Linked DNA regions of Danio rerio: all the other regions are linked to region 2. Evidence: chromatin contacts called from public Hi-C and Micro-C data. All regions are on one chromosome and are shown on one strand. The core of a region is the stretch at or near the end of the contact, and the rest is flanking DNA. Distances in the headings are between cores, read along the strand shown.

The links. A called contact is a pair of places that touch in the nucleus more often than the background predicts.
Region 1: a Micro-C map of caudal fin shows a contact between it and region 2, with 15 times the contacts expected there. The contact joins the enhancer-like site here to the promoter of dipk2b in region 2. A contact is called at or near these places in 9 of 18 Hi-C or Micro-C datasets (caudal fin, embryo, fibroblasts and 2 more) and 1 of 4 datasets of contacts at active chromatin or transcription factors (caudal fin).
Region 3: a Hi-C map of hematopoietic stem cells shows a contact between it and region 2, with 1.9 times the contacts expected there. The contact joins the promoter of slc35a5 here to the promoter of dipk2b in region 2. A contact is called at or near these places in 3 of 18 Hi-C or Micro-C datasets (caudal fin, embryo and hematopoietic stem cells).

What each region holds. Positions count from the first base shown.
Region 1 is chr9:35,751,802-35,755,730 of GRCz12tu, forward strand. No RefSeq gene overlaps it. Among named protein-coding and RNA genes, the nearest start is that of ccdc80, 27 kb to the right of the region's middle. Within about 2 kb of position 2,205, at least 9 of the 62 cell types and tissues checked have an H3K27ac peak or open chromatin away from gene starts, as enhancers often do. A contact at or near this core is called in caudal fin, where this site is marked.
Region 2 is chr9:35,566,323-35,569,991 of GRCz12tu, forward strand. It overlaps dipk2b (divergent protein kinase domain 2B), which reads right to left and starts at 1,716. Exons shown (of 5, transcript XM_692604.10): 1 at 1,420-1,716. The coding sequence starts at 1,601.
Region 3 is chr9:35,811,528-35,815,493 of GRCz12tu, forward strand. It overlaps slc35a5 (solute carrier family 35 member A5), which reads right to left and starts at 1,460. Exons shown (of 8, transcript NM_200654.2): 1 at 1,404-1,460; 2 at 334-526; 3 at 69-167. The coding sequence starts at 505.

The DNA of each region.
Region 1 (3,929 bases), core at 955-3,454, 190 kb after region 2:
CAACTCAGTGCTGAGAAACACCCATGCACACTCATACACTATGGGCAATTTAGTTTATTCAATTCACCTATAATGCATGTCTTTGAACTGTGGGGGAAACCAGAGCACCCGGAGAAAACCCACTCGAACACAGGGAGAACATGCAAACTACACATGGAAATGCAAACTGGCCAGGCCAGTGCTTAAACCAGTAACCTTCTTGCTGTGAGGCGACAGTGCTATACACTAAGCCACTGTGCTGCTGTTTTTCAAAGAATTCACATATATTCTGTAGCATTTCTAAGTTAATAAACATATTACTGGTTGTGTAAAATAGGCATATCATATGTAAGATCTTATATTGGTATTATTAAAATCACAATCAAATTGCTGCATATTTTGAGGTATCTGCAAACATCATATTGCAGACTACGGGAATCATGATGAAGTATCTTGCTTTACACCTTTGATATCTCTTTAAAGATGTGTTTGGTCTGCTTAGAAAATGCACTAAGGGGAGAAACACTTGAAAATCATCTGATTTCAAATTACACTGTAATAAAAGCCTCAACTTAAATTAGATATATCCAGAAAAGTTAAACATGAAAAAATGGAGCAATATTCAAATTCTGTCTGTTACAGATAAGCTAACTGAAACAGCATATAAGAAAACATTATTGTTTCGTTGCAATGGCTGATGAAAAACAAGAGGAATTGAATAGCTAGATGGGGCAGCACTGTCACCTCACAGCAAAAGGGTTGCTAGTTTGAGTCCCGGCTGGGTCAGTTGGCATTTTTGTGTGGAGTTTGCATGTTCTCCCCATGTTTGTGTGGGTTTCCTCTGGGTGCTCCGGTTTCCCCTACAGCCCAAAGACATGTGCTATTAATGAATTTAATCAACTAAATTGGCCGTAGTGTATGAGTGTGTATGAATGTTTCCCAGTACTGAGTTGTGGCTGAAAGGGCAAGTAAAACATATGCCAGAATAGTTGGTGGTTCATTCCACTGTGGCAACCTCTAAAATAAAAAATAAGCCGAAGGAAGATGAATGAATAAATAGCTAGACTAAAAATAAACATTGAATCAACCATTCTAAAATGCTACAGCTGAATTAAGGAATCACATTCGACAATACTTCTCAGATTGGCTGAAGATTACATTTATCAGCTTCTTAAGTTAGTGTTTAAGAGATTAATTAAGTGAAAGTTAAATGATGAAGAAGGTGATCTAATACTGAAAATATTAATCATATTTTTTTCCTTATGAAAGAACGGCACTGGTGGGCAGGTCTCTTTTCACAGGACGATCTGATCTCATCTATGTGATGCGTGCTAATATCTTCCAAGGTGGAACAGGCTGTACACCAGGAAGATCTTGGATAAATAGAGATATTTAACATCACAGCTTCACAGAAACATGTTCCAGACATGACCTATATTCCCGAGACTCTCTGAAACACAATCTCACTGATGTCTATTGTATTATAAATAAACAGAACATTCGCTCTGATATCTTTTGGACAAGCCGTCCTCGCCTCTGGTGTTCATATGCAGCGATAAAGAAGACTTGTATCAGCTTTTAGCTGCATCTGATGTTCTCCCATGTAAAAGAACAGGATCGAGAGTTGTCGTTTTCCAAGCAGAGCAAAATTCTGCAGTTTTCTCTCCGGTTATAGACTCTTTAAAAGGCCATAAGTGAACTCTGACATCTTGCGAGAGCTTTTAAAATGCCTCTGTAATCCCTTGTTTGAGCAGTCTGGAAACGTCTTGTCAATGCCTATCAGTGCACCGTAACTGATGATGGCATGGGTAATCGCTATATAAAACACGCGTGCGGACTGTAATACGAAGGTGTTACGAACACATTCCCTTTGTGAATGATCACAAAGATGGTGCCAGTTAGCCTGCATGAAATTTCCAATGTATGCAAAAGGCATTCCCTGTTAAAACAAACCGAGCTCTGCAGTCTACAGCCACACCAAGCTGGGAATGATCTGTTAAACATGGCTGATGGAAGACAGACCGATCCTTTCGAGCTCCCCCAGATCACCACTATGCCTGTTTTTAAGTGCCTTTACTTGACCCTCATGCTCATCTTTGAAGGAAACGCCAAGGAATGCATGGGTTTGGGGAGAAAAAACGAGATAACTGGGGATGTGATCCGACACGTCCTGTTTACACCACAATAACAGTGTGAGCGAACGCTGCGGAGAACAAGCTTCAGGCATGCCGGTTATGCACTGCGCCACACTGGAGGTGTGTGGGCAGCAGTGGAGGAAAAGTATGAAGACAATACAATGAAAATATGTTTATGTAAGTGAGGAGGGGTCATGAGTAACAGCATGCAAAGTATTTCAGCGCTGGAAGAAGGTGCAACCATATTGTTTGAGCTTCTGGCTTCGTCTTGAGCTTGTTTACGCTCCATCTACAAGTATGTGAGAACAATTAACTGTTTGCTGGGTAAATAAACAAATACTTCTAAGATAAAAGAGACTTTTGGCACAATCAGCGTAATGACTGAATCATAGGAAAGTTCAGTAGGCTATCTTAAAGAAGCTGAACATTGACCACACACATACTGACATGCCATCCATCCACTTTTTACTGCCCTCTTAACACACATCTAAGTGACTTTTCCAGCAGGGGCAAACCATTCAGTATGCAACATCGCCATCATCTGGTGGTTGATTTTACATTTTTTAAACTGTGCATTAACTAACTAAATCAACATGTACGTTACAAATGTTTTTCGTTCTCATCCATGCGGAAGATTACACCCCACCGCTCCGTCCAACTCTTCACCTAAAAAGCAAGATGCTGAGTCGGAGCGCTGTACGAGCAGGCAAGTTTGAACAGGGAGGAGACGACTTGCGGTTTTGGGAGACCATTAAAAAGATGATAGGTGGGGTGTTCAAAGCATAGAATTTACTTAATCATCACCGCAAACTCATGTGCTAGTTATGAAAACAGTCTCAGACATTTGGGCAATAATCACACAGGTGAGCGGCATCGCACAATGCTGATATTCAGACTGTCAACACGACTGCTAATTTGATTTTAAACTGATTTACTGTAAAATGTAGATTATAAATTAATTTTAAAAATGTAACTTAGTTTCATTTTTGTTAACCAAAATAGTTATAAAGGAAGTAAAAGATACTTACTACCTTATAATTATTTAGGGATCGTTCTTACAGTATTTTAATTGCGATGTCAGATTTAGTGATTTTTCTTTTACAGTAAAATGTTCCCGTAACTAAAATGTTTGGTTTTAATGAATATTCTAAAAAGGATGAAAAGTTATTTTTCTTATATTTTGACCAAATATCACTTTCATAAAAGCCAAAATTACAAGTTCCCTTAAACAAAACAAAAAAACATGGTTGTGTTGACTAAAATAAGGCTGTTTAGACAGTATTAAAGACTCTCTATAAGAGAATCTATGAACAGGAAAGCTATACAAATGTACTCATTTGATATTTAAATTTATATATATATATTATATTCTTTATCCTATTTTTTATTTATATTAAAATGAATTGTATTGTGTACTGCCCACTTCATTTTTTATTAACCACCTTTTTGTACATTTTAAGATAAAATTTTATGCATACTTGTATTTTATACAGAATTTATTATTGAATGAAAAATTCCCCTTTGACTCACAGGATTGGTTCAAACTGGAAGTGTGAGGAGAATGGACAGTTGTACTACATTTTGTATTGCACACATTTTTGTAAGTTTTAAGTTTTAATTTTTTATTTAGTTTATGCATAATTGTATTCTACACAGTATATTTAATGAAGTTAATAAATGAAAGGGCATGTGAAATGTATGCATATTTAAAATTGTCCCTCTAACTCACAAAACTAGAAGTGTGAAGTGGATTGACAGCAGTTACTTCACAAATGACCTCCAAAAGTTCACTCCAGGTTTCCCATTTCTTGCAGA
Region 2 (3,669 bases), core at 466-2,965:
AGCACCTTCTTATCTGCACTCACTTCTGCAGATCTATGTGCCCTCCAGAAACTTGCGTTCTGTGAATGAACGTCGCCTCGTGGTTCCATCCCAAAGAGGAAAAAAATCACTTTCGCGAATGCTCACGCTCAATCTGCCCAGTTGGTGGAATGAACTCCCTAACTGCATCAGAACAGCAGAGTCACTCGCTATTTTCAAGAAACGACTAAAAACTCAACTATTTAGTCTCCACTTCACTTCCTAATCTGCAATTGCCTATTTGAATATCACACTAACTGTACAAAAAAAAAAAAAAAAAAAAAAAAAAAAAAAATTACTAACACTTCCCTTCTTAGACTTTACAGACCTGAAACTTGCCTTTAGTACTTATTCATTGTTGCTCTTAGTTGTGTAAATTGCTTCCTTGTCCTCATTTGTAAGTCGCTTTGGATAAAAGCGTCTGCTAAATGACTAAATGTAAATGTAAATGTAAATAAATCCAAATGTGTTTATCTAAAAAATATTTAAACATGCTTTGCTATGTAGATTCAATAAAAAAGTTAAGTACTAAGAAAATATACTATTTAAAGTAAACTGAATTTAAACTAATTGTGTGAAATCTGACTTTTAAAGCATGTTTTACAACTAACCCTCTCACTGTTACAACTTGCCCCGCTGGTGGGGTAAACATTTTTACTCCTGACACTTTTGGCAATACTGCACAGAAACCATAGGTCCGGCGATCATACTTTCAATGCTCATTTATAGGAGAGGCCTTGTGTGATTTTTTTTTTTTTTTTTCAACACATAACAGTTTTAATAACTCATTTCTAATCACTAATTCATTTTATCTTTGCCATGATGACAGTAAATAATATTTAACTAGATATTTTTCAAGACACTTCTACACAACTTAAAGTGACATTTAAAGTCTTAACTAGGTTAATTAGGTTAACTAGGCAGGTTAGGGTAATTAGGCAAGTTATTGTAGAAGGATGGTTTGATCTGTAGACAATCACAAAAATATAGCTTAAAAGGGCTAATAATTTTGACCTTAAAATGGTGTTTAAAATTAAAAACTGCTTTTATTCTAGCCAAAATAAAACAAATAAGACTTACTCCAAAAGAAGAAATATTATCATCTTGTATTATATACATACAAGAAAAAAGTTAGTTAAAAGTATGAACTTCATGAAGTGCTTTTTTATCTTTTCTAATTGTGCTGTGTACTTGAGTATATTATATAGGATCAGTGACTATTGACTATATACATGATTTGTTTTTGTTTTTTTACCAGATGTGCTATGATACAGAACTTTTTTATCTTAATCTACTTTTTTATCCAAAGATTTGATTACTTTGTTGCATTTATCCTACAATATGAATAACTTTATAAAAAGTGAATTGTTCTCTGCGGAAATGTGAAATATTCCAGTTTACCTTATTTCATCCTTGAAAAACTTCTTGCAAATGGATGTTCCAATGCAGGCGTTGCATTTATCCAAACCCAAGAAGATCTTTCTGAAGTCATGTGATTTGTCTTGGGGTGCTGGTGATGGGTCTGCTGTGCCAAATACTAATATGAAACACAATATCCAAACCCCTGACCATATCCCTGCCATCACTGCATCATAAACCCCAGAGTCACAGTGCCATAATGCCCTCCCAATGTGATTAAAAAACCTGCAGACTAAACGTGAGCACACCAGCACAGTGAAGTGGCACCTCTTAAGTGTCAGCTGTAGTATATCTGTTATGTCCCCTGCACTAAACGCCTCACTTAGACAGGAAACATATGGGGAACAAAGATAACCCTTGTCGTCATGGTGATACTTCCTCCTGCACAGTCCGATTTCAAAGCCGTACACACAAAGGTTGGAAGGCCTGTTTTATCCATTAAGTTATTTTAAAATAATTAAACCATTTTGAGAATATGCAAATTATTCAAACCACCTAAAAAGACTCTGATTAATTATTTATTTTGTTCAACCACTGCTCCAGAACCTGTTTCTTTCCACCAACAAAATGTCTGTACGTCAAAAGTTATATGCAGTGAACAGAATGTTGAATTAGATTTGAATTACTACTGCTGTTTAATAGAAATTTCAGGTTTCGTTGTTATTATTTTATGGAACTGCCAAATCTGAACAATTTAATATAGAATTGGATCAAATATGTTGAGTAATCTGCTTGCTGAACTGAATGGAGGCTATGATGTAAGCTTGTTGCTTATTGTGTAGGGGAGAATGGGGACTGTTGCAACATGGCAGTTGCAGCCAGATTTATTCCTCATTCAGGTATGAGCTAGAATGATGATATTTATACTACACTGTAAAACCCAACAGTCAACTTTATCAATAGAAAAGAGTGTAGTTAACTTAAAATTGACTGAAAGGTAACTCTACTCATTTGAAAAGAGTTTTGAACTCAGTGTTGAAGGTAATGCGTTAATTAAAAAATTTCTTCAACTTAAATGTAGTAAGTTCACAGTAATCATATAAATTAGTTTTTTTTTTTTTTTTTTAACTCAAATGGTTTGTTGTAATCAGTTTCCTTGAATGTTTTGTAATGCCTTTACTTTTTGGGTTTTACAGTGTTCATATTGTCAATTAGACCCTCCTTCAGTTTGAGAGAAATCAGCCAGATTAAAAAAAAAAGTTATTATTTAATGTTTAGAAACTTTTTCATTCCGTCTAATCTGTTTTTGAGAAACATTATTCATTCGTATAATTTAAATCACTGTTTTCTTAGCTTTAAATATGTTGTAAAACCCCAAAAGTCAAAGTAACTCAAACCATTTGAGGAAACTGATTGCAACAAACCAATTAAGTTCAAAAATGAATCTATATGAGTACTGTGAACTTAACTCCATTTAAGTTGAATCACTGAGGTATTCAATTAAGTCATTACCTTCAACACTGAGTTCAAAACTCTTTTCAAATGGGTAAAAATGACTTTCAGTAAATTATGAGTTAACTACAATCATTTCATTTGATAAAGTTGACTGTTGGGTTTTACAGTGTAGTTATAGCTGTCAATAGATAAAGCTATTGTTTCTCCCTAGCATAAACAGTTTAATCAGGGTTGATAGTGTTAGGACATGCTGTTGCAACTGTCCCCAATTACAAACTTCTTTTAAAAGCTTGCCATATTAACAATGTACAGCTTTAATTGTATCACGGTTTCAATCTAATTTAATATGAAAAAACAAACTATTTTATTAATTCATTCATTTCCAAGTTTTCAGTAAAAAAAATACAAATAATATATAAAAAACTAGGTTTTTAGTAATGATACGCCCATAATCATTACGCATAAACCTGCAAATTTTTTCTTTACAAAATTTTGCGCAGAAAATGTCGACAGATTCTGTCTGGCCCTGTATATGGCTTATATATGGTTATGTTAGTATTGCACCAAAACAAAAAATGGTTGTGCATGAGATGCAATTGAAGAACCTTTTTTTTGTTCCCTAAGAACCTTCAAACCTTCATTTATTTTAACGAAAGGAACATTTTTAAAAATCTGAAAAACATTTTGAGCAATGAAAAGGTTTTAAGTTAAAGGTTCTTTGTGGACGATGCCTTTCATTTTAAAGAGTGTCGACCTTGTAAAAAAAAAACACATCTTTTCTGGTTTAAGACAAGCTGTGACACTAAGCGGGCAATAGATGTCAGTGGTGAGATTTGT
Region 3 (3,966 bases), core at 210-2,709, 240 kb after region 2:
ATATATATATATATATATATATATGTACATAGCATGGCATGAGAATAGTATTCTGTTATCTGACTTACCTCGAATAATCACCCGTACTGACATCACCAAACAAAATACTAGTTTGATGGCCTCTGCCATTAAATTCACAGATGCAGGAAGATAATCATATTTGTTTTCTGTTGGCAAGAACAAAAGTAGAATTTATTTAAATATTTACATTTAAATAAATTTTTTATTTAAATTTAAATATTTAAAATGCACTTTGTCTCTTCATAGTTTAGGTAAGCAATTATACAAACAGTATATCTAGTTCCTCAAGGATGGTATGATATTTTACATTACCTTCATTGCCCGAGAACTTTAGTAATAGGATGCGACTCGTTCCTAATGTCACAAAACCCAGCCCCAAAGCCAAAGTGTAGGCTGAAGATCTCGAGCAGATCCGTGAACAGGGACGGCAGCAACCGCATGAAGAAGAGGAAGCAGACGACGAGGAAGAGGAGTATCGTGCCATTGTGAAGGACATGTGCTGAGGCTGGTCAGAGGAGGATAAACAGGATCAGTGAGAAAACATCAGCCAATCATATATTCACAACAGCAAATCAGCAAATGTAAAAGTACAAATGTGTTCATGAAATAATTAGTCACTTTTGAAATGATTAATCACTCACACTCAAGAACCACCTTGGTTAAGAATTCATTGGTTTAAATACACATTTAACATTGGTATGCACGAAATTCAACAGCCTCTGAAGAGAATAACTTGAAATCACTAATACAACTGTAAAGTGTCCATGGGAACCTCAGTTACAATGTAGGTCTTTTGCATGTTTTTATGTTTATTATTGTAAATGTAAGGTCAAACATTTTATAACCAGATAATCTTAAATCCTAAATATCACATTTTAAAACTTTTGTTTACAATATGACTCACAAACACAGCCACCAACACACGCAGAGCTGAAATCATGGAATCAGTGACGACTATTGTAGTTTACAGATTACAGACAATTCAGAACGGAATGAACATTATCTTCACATAAGACACAATGTTCACTGACACTATTTTACAACTATAATTAAACATCAGTCTACAAATTGAATGACTGCACATTATTATTATTATTATTATTATTATTATTATTATTACTATGACTACTTTATAAATGATACAAAAGTTGAAAATGTGAAAGAAACACTGGCGTTAAAGAATATGTAAACAAAAGATGCATTGGAAAACAAAACAGTTCAGTGTTGTGTCTCGCCACATTCTGTACAGCTCGGAGACTGTTCGAACGCATTCCAAAATAAATGTATTAACCAGCTCCACAATGAGACTTTTAAAATGTGTCTCCTATAATGCGAATGTGGTGATAAAATACATATAAATACAAATTCGCTGATTTATTTACCTGCCCATATGTTCTCACTCGAGCAAAGAACCTGCCCACGGCTTCCGCATCCTTACGCATGCGTACAAAAGCTACGTCATCGTTTGTTGACGTTGCAGGGCAACATGCTTTACTTGAATTTAATGCTGTGCAAAAAGCAATTTAGGCCTAATTCAACGTATAAAGTCTCATTTAATTTTTTATGAAAATGTTATTTAAGAGCCAGAGCTGATCTTAAATGGAATTAGTCTATTTGACAAAAAATGTTTTAATAAATATATTTGACAAATTTTCCTAAATAAAAAGTAGCCTATAATGTTCCTAAGGGCAAACTTTACTGGGCATCCTTTATTGACCTAATAGACTGGAAAAAAACCTGGCTATAATCTCATAAGTACTGCATTCCCAATAAAACAAAAGAGGTTTAATTTAAAATTTTAGATAAAATATATCCAGTAAATAGTACTTTGCAAAGTATGGAGGTTGATAGTTCATGCTCATTTTGTAAAACTGAAGAAGAAACCCTGATTCACATAATTTTTTTTTTCAGTGTGAAAACACAAAAAGGTTTTGAAATAGCTTATATCTCAATATAGGTAATTACATTGCTTTTTCCAGCCCATTTCAACTAAGATATTATTTGTTACTATAAAGGTAAAACTAATGTATCAGAGAACTACATTTTGAACTTTTTTATTTTGTATGGAAATAATTTATTCACAAACAAAAATTCTTGAATTTGCAGCCTTCTTTTCACTTTTTTTTTTTTTTTTTTTGAAATTGATGTTTTTATTAAATCTCTTCGACTGATTATGATTAAAAACAAGAAAAGTGATAGATTCTTGGATTATTATGATAATTATTTTGGAAATATCACAGATACATAGGTCCTTATTTCCTCTTGCTGTATTTGTTTTATTTATGTATCCGTTTAATTTTTTTTAAACTTTTTTCTCTCTTTTGTTTTACAGTTTTATGTGTGTTTATAATATTATTTAACCTGGTCTGTTAAGTTATTATCATTGTTACTATCATTGTCCTTTTTGTGTAAGATTGGATTTGTGTAAGATCATGTTTGTTTATGAAGTCAATAAAATAAAATAAAGATAGAAAATGCTTTACTTATTAATATTAGACAATACCCCTTTTCACACATACAGACTTTTCCGGAAAATTACCCATAATATTCCGAAAAGATATCATGTCTGAACATGCCCTTTTGAAAAATAGCTTTAAAGTCGTTCTAGTAATTTATACATTTGCTGATTGGGGCTAATATTAATTAATTTTGTTAACATACTTTTAATAGCATAGGTGTGGCAGGATAATGAATATTTATTACAATAACACCCTTGGTAAATATTTGAATGGAATTTTAGGTAACACTTTTAATCAGTGACTGTAAAATCTGCAAAATATTATTTGTTTGTTAAGGAATTAATTGACTAAAACATACAGAACTCTTTTAAAGTTTTAACGAATTTTATGAGTAGATTTTAAGATTGAAATTACAGTATTTTTTAGTAAGCTGTATGACCTCTTAACTGAGTGCTTTTTTAAATAATACAACTTACTTGTAATAACACATTAGACGTCTAGTCACCTGCAGTTTAATTCTGTGTAAAGTCAAAGTACTACAAAAGCAAATCCATAAATGAATTTGTTCTAAATTTTATTTGTAACCTTGAAAGAGTGTGACTCTGCACTCTTTTTAAAGACCGAAAGCTGTCATTCATCTTAGTTCATTGCACATCTCACAAAGAAGTTCATTATAATAAGTAAATTCTCTCTGCATTGCACAATCATTCCTATTAAATGTCCACACTTTGCTTATTATAAAGATTGAGAAGAAAATCTTGAACAAAAACTCTGGCATTTTTAGTGGTGATGAGTAGATTCTCTAATGGTATCTGGATGCCTCGGTTTCTGACAAGCAACTTCTCATTTTGTCCAAGAAATCAACTTACAAGACTTTGTTAGGTTCATTTCTCAACACTGCAAAAAAATGTTGCAAATGTGTTGCACAAACACATATATGCAATGAGCATTTGCCAAGTCTGTTTTGCCAATATCCTATTGCAAATTAAAGGTCCACTCTTTCTTTCGTTTGAGGTGTTTCTAGCACCTCAAGCACCCTGTGGCCTGACTCATCTTTAGCCTTGGCTTGACTACATTAAACATTTACTGTGTTGCTAATGTTACATAATGTTTCTGTTCACCATCTCAGACAACCGCCTTCTAAGAACAAACATCCTTAGGAGGAAACAGACTGAACATCATAGATAATGGTAATACGTAGTTAACGGAAGTGTCAAGTACATGTCTGTAACAGTAGGAAACAGGAGAGATTTCAAACTGGTTTTTGAAGCTCTCTTTGGTGTAGTGAAGTTTTAAGGAGAAAATGCTCATTAATCTTGACTCTTTAATCAGCACATCATTTAACTTAAAGCATAATAAAAGACAGACATGTCAACATGATTTCCACCGGAGAGGTATTTGATGTTAAATGTCATGTTGAAAAAATAAAAAATAAACTCTCTGCATCTGTCTGGAAATTGAATGAGGATGGTGTTAAACAAAATCT